2 separate regions of the Mus musculus genome follow, and region 2 is linked to region 1. A link is a contact called in public promoter capture Hi-C data. All regions are on one chromosome and are shown on one strand. The core of a region is the stretch at or near the end of the contact, and the rest is flanking DNA. Distances in the headings are between cores, read along the strand shown.

What was found. Promoter capture Hi-C pulls out the DNA fragments that hold promoters and counts their contacts.
Region 2: a promoter capture Hi-C map of hippocampal neurons shows a contact between it and region 1, with 2.0 times the contacts expected there. The contact joins two enhancer-like sites. A contact is called at or near these places in 4 of 39 promoter capture datasets (hippocampal neurons, liver, neutrophils and 1 more), 1 of 15 datasets of contacts at CTCF or cohesin (embryonic stem cells), 6 of 484 Hi-C or Micro-C datasets (the G1E-ER4 cell line, the P5424 cell line, embryonic stem cells and 2 more), 3 of 115 datasets of contacts at active chromatin or transcription factors (double positive thymocytes, large pre-B cells and neural tube) and 3 of 9 other capture datasets (embryonic stem cells, liver and pancreatic islet).

The regions. Positions count from the first base shown.
Region 1 is chr5:137,121,293-137,124,266 of GRCm38.p6, reverse strand. No RefSeq gene overlaps it. Among named protein-coding and RNA genes, the nearest start is that of Trim56, 6.6 kb to the right of the region's middle. Within about 2 kb of position 1,461, at least 62 of the 459 cell types and tissues checked have an H3K27ac peak or open chromatin away from gene starts, as enhancers often do. A contact at or near this core is called in hippocampal neurons, where this site is marked.
Region 2 is chr5:137,582,457-137,585,430 of GRCm38.p6, reverse strand. It overlaps Tfr2 (transferrin receptor 2), which reads right to left. Exons shown (of 20, transcript NM_015799.4): 13 at 2,760-2,842; 14 at 2,610-2,673; 15 at 2,445-2,512; 16 at 2,281-2,357; 17 at 2,116-2,200; 18 at 1,799-2,026; 19 at 1,365-1,505. Among named protein-coding and RNA genes, the nearest start is that of Tfr2, 14 kb to the right of the region's middle. Within about 2 kb of position 1,455, at least 54 of the 459 cell types and tissues checked have an H3K27ac peak or open chromatin away from gene starts, as enhancers often do. A contact at or near this core is called in hippocampal neurons, where this site is marked.

The DNA.
Region 1 (2,974 bases), core at 212-2,711:
CAGGCATGTCAGGAGGTGTGTCTCCCTCACAGGCATGTCAGGAGGTGTGTCTCCCTCACAGGCATGTCAGGAGGTGTGCCTCCCTCACAGGCATGTCAGGAGGTGTGTTTCCCTCACAGGGATGTCAGGAGGTGTGTCTCCCTCACAGGCATGTCAGGAGGTGTGCCTCCCTCACAGGCATGTCAGGAGCTGTGTCTCCCTCACAGGCATGTCAGGAGGTGTGCCTCCCTCACAGGCATGTCAGGAGGTGTGTCTCCCTCACAGGCATTTCAGGAGGTGTGTCTCCCTCACAGGCATGTCAGGAGGTGTGTCTCCTAGGTGTTTCCAAGTCTTGTCAACTTTAGTCATGTGATAGCGGAGAGAGGCGGGTGTGCTGCTAGGCTTGGTGTCTGAGATAGAGAGGTTAAAACAGTTAAGTGAAATAGTTCTTTTTTTCCAGATAGTCTTATGTGGCCCTGCTTGGCCTCAAAGTCTCTACCTAGTGGAGGCTGACCTTGGTCTTCACACCCACCTGCCCTGGTTTAGGTGGTCTGTGGATTAGCACTGAGGGCTTCGTGAGTGCTAGGTAAGCACCCTATCAGCTGAGCCATATCCCAGCCCAGGATGCCTTCAAATGAGGCAGAGAGTGCAGCTTCTGATAAAAGAGGCATCCGGGTACACCAGACCTCCCCAGACTCACTGCTCTCTGGCTATGAACAGCCCATTCCTCTCTCCATCAGCTAAACATGGGAAGGTCACCAGGAAAAGGGTGTGTGTGTGTGTGTGTGTGTGTGTGTGTGTGTGTGTGTGTGTACGCCCACGCGCTCCCACGTGCATGCACGACTGTGTGTTGTGTTCTGCTTTGTTTTTGAGACAAGGTTTAACTCTGAGCCGTGGGAAGCCGGGAACTCACTACATAATCCTAGTTATCCTTGAATTTATGATGATCTGCCTCAACCTCCGGAGTGCTGGGATTATAAGATTAAACGGGGCCTCAGGCCGCCCAGGCTGGTTTTAAACTTGATATGTAGCTGAGGATAAACTGGGACTTCTGATCCTCCTGCCTCTACCTCAACAGTGCTGTGACTACAGGTGTGAATCCAAGGCCAAGTTCCTGTGGTGCTGGCGTGGGAAGCCAGGGTTCTGTACGTGCTTAGACGCACGCATGCACTCGGCGGTCTGAGCCACACCCCTCAGGCCCATTGTCTTGGAAGCTTCTCAGAGACTCTGTTAGTATCCCCAAAGGAGCCTCTCACAGGGGAGTCGTTCTCTCATAAGCCAATTGGCGAAGGAGAAAAACACAACGGAGGCAGTGTTGCCATGGCAACATTATGATTTGTTAGTTGGAAGACTGTAGATCCCAAGGGAGGCACAGAAATAAGGACCCTCTGAGGTTCAGAAAGGAAGAGAGGTGGTTTTAATGGGGACTGGAAAGCGGTCATTCTTTAGTGAGGGCAAGGTCAGCTTTGGAAAGGTGCCTAGCGCCCTCTGGTGGGTAAGTGTAGTAAGAACGGCTTTGGAGTAGATGGTTCCACATCTGTCTAGGGCAGCCCTGGGAAGAGGGCTTTGCCCAGCAGAAGGGCAAGTTCGCTGTTGTACGGTGCTGTGTTGTTGTTTTATTTTGTTTTTGTTCGTGTTGGGGCATCTAGCCCAGGCTAGCCTTGTATTAATCGACCTTCCAAGTGTCAGGATTACAGGCCCGCATCACACTAGGCCTTAGCTGCACTTTAAAATGGGCATCATGGGCCAATAGCAGAGGTGCCTGCCGCCATGCATGAGACCCCTGTGGAGTTTTAAAATCCTTACATGAACACTACGAGTTCGTTTTACTCTATGCTACTTTCATTATAACCCCCCCCCGCAAGAATGTAAGCATTTTTTTAAAAGTTTTGCTATTTTATTTATTATTATTTATTTACTTATGGGAGAGGGGCATACATGTGCCACCACACACACGTGGACGTCAGAGGACAATTTGCAGGGGACAATTTCCACCGTGTGGGTCCTGGGGATCGAACTCAGGTTCAAACTCTTGGCAGCAAGACCCTTTACCCGCTGTGCCAGCTTGCGGGCCTTCGATGGTTCTTTGTGATGACGGTTGCTGATGCACACACTGGTAAGTCACGTGAAAGGGAAATAAAAGAGGGCTGAGAGTCAGGTGTGGATGAGAGCCACATGCTCGCTCCGGCTGCACCCGGTCACCTGGCAGAGAGACAGCCTCAGAGGAGTTCTCAGCTCCATAACTAACACCTGACATACAGAGGCAGAGGAAAACCCCAGTCACAAACAAAGTAAACACAGGAAGAGAAAAAGCATGCGGGCAGCAGTCTTTGCAAGTTAAGACCTGACTTTGATCGTCTGGAGCCACATGCAGTCTTGTCCTTTGTGACTGGGGAAGTAGACAGGCGAGTCCCTGAGACTCTCTGGCCGGCCAACCTGGGCTATTTGGCGACCACTGAGAGATCCTATCTCAGAAAACAAGATGGTTGGCGCCTGAGAAAGGACCACCAGGGTTGACCTACAGACACTCGTCCCGTCAATGAAGTAGACACAAGCACACAGGGTAGAAACGAAGCTGGCCTTCCCTGTAGCAGGAAGTACTGAAAGGAGAGCCGGACCGAGAGGCAGGCTGATCTCTGTGAGCTCCAGGACAGCCTGGTCTACATAGTGAGACCCTGTATAAAAAGAAAACAAAACAACAGATGTGTCCTTTAGTCTAAACCCCCTCCCCCACTCACTTGCCAAGAACAGTTTCCCCTCAGTATGGAAACAGCAGTTTGTTACACAGTCTGCAGTTTGTTACACAGTCTGCAGTTTGTTACAGTCTAGTCCAGGTACTGTCCTGCTTTCTTTCACTTCCTTCTTCCTTGTACATTTTGTGTGAAAGGACACCCGTGGGCAAGCCCCAGTGCCTTGCTCTCTTTTAGCTCAGGCTAGCCTCAAATCCACTACATAGCTAAGGACGACCTTGAACTCCAGATCTTCCTGCCTCTAC
Region 2 (2,974 bases), core at 206-2,705, 460 kb before region 1:
ACCAACCTCTCAGCATCGCAGGAAGTCCTGCTGTTGCATAAAATAAAATAAAATAAAATAAAATAAAATAAAATAAAATATTGGCCCCTGGTAGCGCTCTACAAAAGCCAGCTACTATTATTATTATTGAACGCCTCTTTCAACATCCTGCCTGTGCAGGTTTCCTACTCCCGGTTTAGGGAGTAGTGCATTTGCGATTACCATCTGTCCAGGCGCCCCCTACAGGCATTTGTTGACACCTGCGACTGGTATGCAGGACAGCAGAAGTTTCCTCCTCAGGCCATTGGTACTCTCTCCAGACTCCTTTCTACATATTCTGTTTTGCCACCTCACCTCCTTGTAAGAAATTTTCGTGACGCCCAGACACTCAAAATCCAAACTCCTGAACCTGGCTTGTAATACCAGTTACTTGGAGAGACAAGTCAGGAGGAGGATCAAAGGTCAAGGTCAGCATGGACTACAAAGTGAGTTCAAGGCTATTTTGGGCAACCAAGCAAACTTTCTCTCAAAATGTGAATGAAAGGTGGGTTGGGGATGTGGCTCAGTGGCAGAGTCCCTGCCTAGAATCCCCCAGTGAGGGCTGGGGGCGTGGCTCAGTGGTACAGCCCCTGCCTAGAATCCCCCAGTGAGTGGCAGGGGGCGTGGCTCAGTGATAGAGCCCCTGCCTAGAATCACCCAGTGAGGGGCTGGGGGCGTGGCTCAGTGGTAGAGCACCTGCCTAGAATCCCCCAGTGAGGGGCTGGGGGCGTGGCTCAGTGGTAAAGCACTTGTTTGACATGCACAATACTCTGATTTTATCCCAGCCCCTCCCACCTCAAGCCCACAAAAATCCCAAATTTCTTCAACTATTTAAAGGTTCCCCCCAACTGGTCCCTGATCCACTGTTCAGTTCTCCACGTGATCTCTGTTCTGGCTTTGATGATCCATGCGCAGCTCCCAAGAAAGGCCAGGTCTATTTCCCTGCCTTACCCTCCACCCTGAAAAGACCTCTTTTCCTTGCATCAACTCATGTTTTGCCTGTCTTTCAAGACCCAAGCCACACAGTCTAAAGTAAGAGGTCTGGAACTTTTTTTTCTGCAAAAATCCATGGAACAAATATTTTAGGCTTTGCAGGTTAAACAGCAGACAGCAAAGAGTCAGGTCCTTACTATACATTTCATCACCTGGCAAGGGCTTGTGAAAGTGACAGGTCAGGTTTTCTAGCCTGGCTGGTTTATGAACCCTGAATATCCGGTATCATACACCCAGAACAGAGGGATAGAGCAGCCAACAGAAAGCGTCGGGGCGGAATGCTTTACAAATGCCAGGTCCTGGGATAAGGGACCACCAGGCCAGAAGGGGGCGGGCGGGGGGCCGGGTCTCACCCTCATGATGCGCACGTTGTACATGCGCATCAGACGCTCATCGTTCCGCTCCGAGCTGTAAATCTCCTTCCGCAGCTTTTCCGCCGCACGGATGTAGTCCCCCCTTGCAGAGTACACCCACTGCAGGGTCAGCCCGCGCTCCTGTGGGCGAGGCAGAGTCTAAGATTGACAGATTGGTGCCAGCACCAATATGGGTGGGGTCAAAGCGCAAAAGAGAAAGGGAACCGGATACATGGGGGATCACCGGGCCTATGAGGTTTGGGAGGCAGATCCCAGGGATGTGGCGTCGTACTGGATGTGTCCTCGAGGATTAGGCGACTGGAGGTTTAAGTAAAAGGGGCTGATTGGAGGGCAGGGCTGGGGAGAGGAGAAGCCAGGCACCCCCTAGTTATGAAGAACCCCTGCAGACTGGGAGCGGGATTGGCATCTTGGACCTTGAGGTCCCCAGAGAACTCATTGAGGTTGCCGATGTGCCTGAGAACCACGTCTCCATAGCGGCCGAAGTCTAGCGGCAGTAGGTGATCGTGGCTCAGTCGGATGAGGAGCTGGCCCGCGAGCTGAGCCACTGCCTGGACCACGGCGGGCAGGCGACCTCGCAGCATCTTGTGCAGATTCTCATATGTGTCCTCCTTCGTGTGCAGGAATGGGTACACCCGATCATCCTGCAGGGACATGGAGGGGCTGGGCGCAGGAACGTGGTGCTGACAGGCTGAGGGCCTGGTGTCCTGGGGCAAGGGCCGGGGAGTCTCACCTCCATGAAGGAGAACTCCACAGCTGGGACCCCCGCAAAGGCTGTGAAGGAATATGCACTGCTGTCCATGGGCAGGGGCTGAATCCTGAGGGCAGGCAGATTGAAGGCCTCTGGGGACTCAGTTTCTCCCGAGTCTCCACCCCGCAGTCTGTCATTTCTACTTACACTTCAGCATCCCAGCTGGGGTGGGTGAGTGCCACTTGTTCATAGAGGGTCTGTCCACTATGGTTAGGGGAGTCCACCTAGATGAGAGGCACAGGTCAGCCTCTGCCCCCTTCGAGCTGCCCTCCCATGAGATTCTCTCATCCCCAGCCGCAGTCCCCTCTTGCCTGCTTCAAGATATTCTCAATGAGGCTGACGAGAAGGGGGCTGGTCTTAGCATGGAATTTGCCATCTCCTGAAGAGAAGGGAGGGGAGGAATGCAGGGCTCAGGGATAGATTCCTTTGCATAAACAGACCTGAGAGGGCCAGGCGGTAGCTTTACCCTAGCTCACCCAACACGGAGTTGTCCAGGCTCACGTACACAACAGCTTTGAGGTGTAGCACGCTGAGGTAGCCCTGTGGGTCGGGGAAGAGCATGGAAAAGGAAGGTTGCCCCCTCCACCCCTCCCCATTACCTGGTTACCCAGAACCCCAAGTCTCACCTCCAACCACTCTGTGGCTCCCACGCTGCCAAAGTCACCTCCGTCCCAGCTGATGAACAAAAGACTTCTTCGAGGTCTGAACCCTATGTGCAGAGGGATAAAATGGAGGGTCAAGGTCCCCCCTTCATCCTTCTCTATTCAAGTCCCCAGAGACTCTACACTCTCTTTATGAACCCAGCATCCCAGGCCACCCCACCTTGGATCCTCCCAGACTC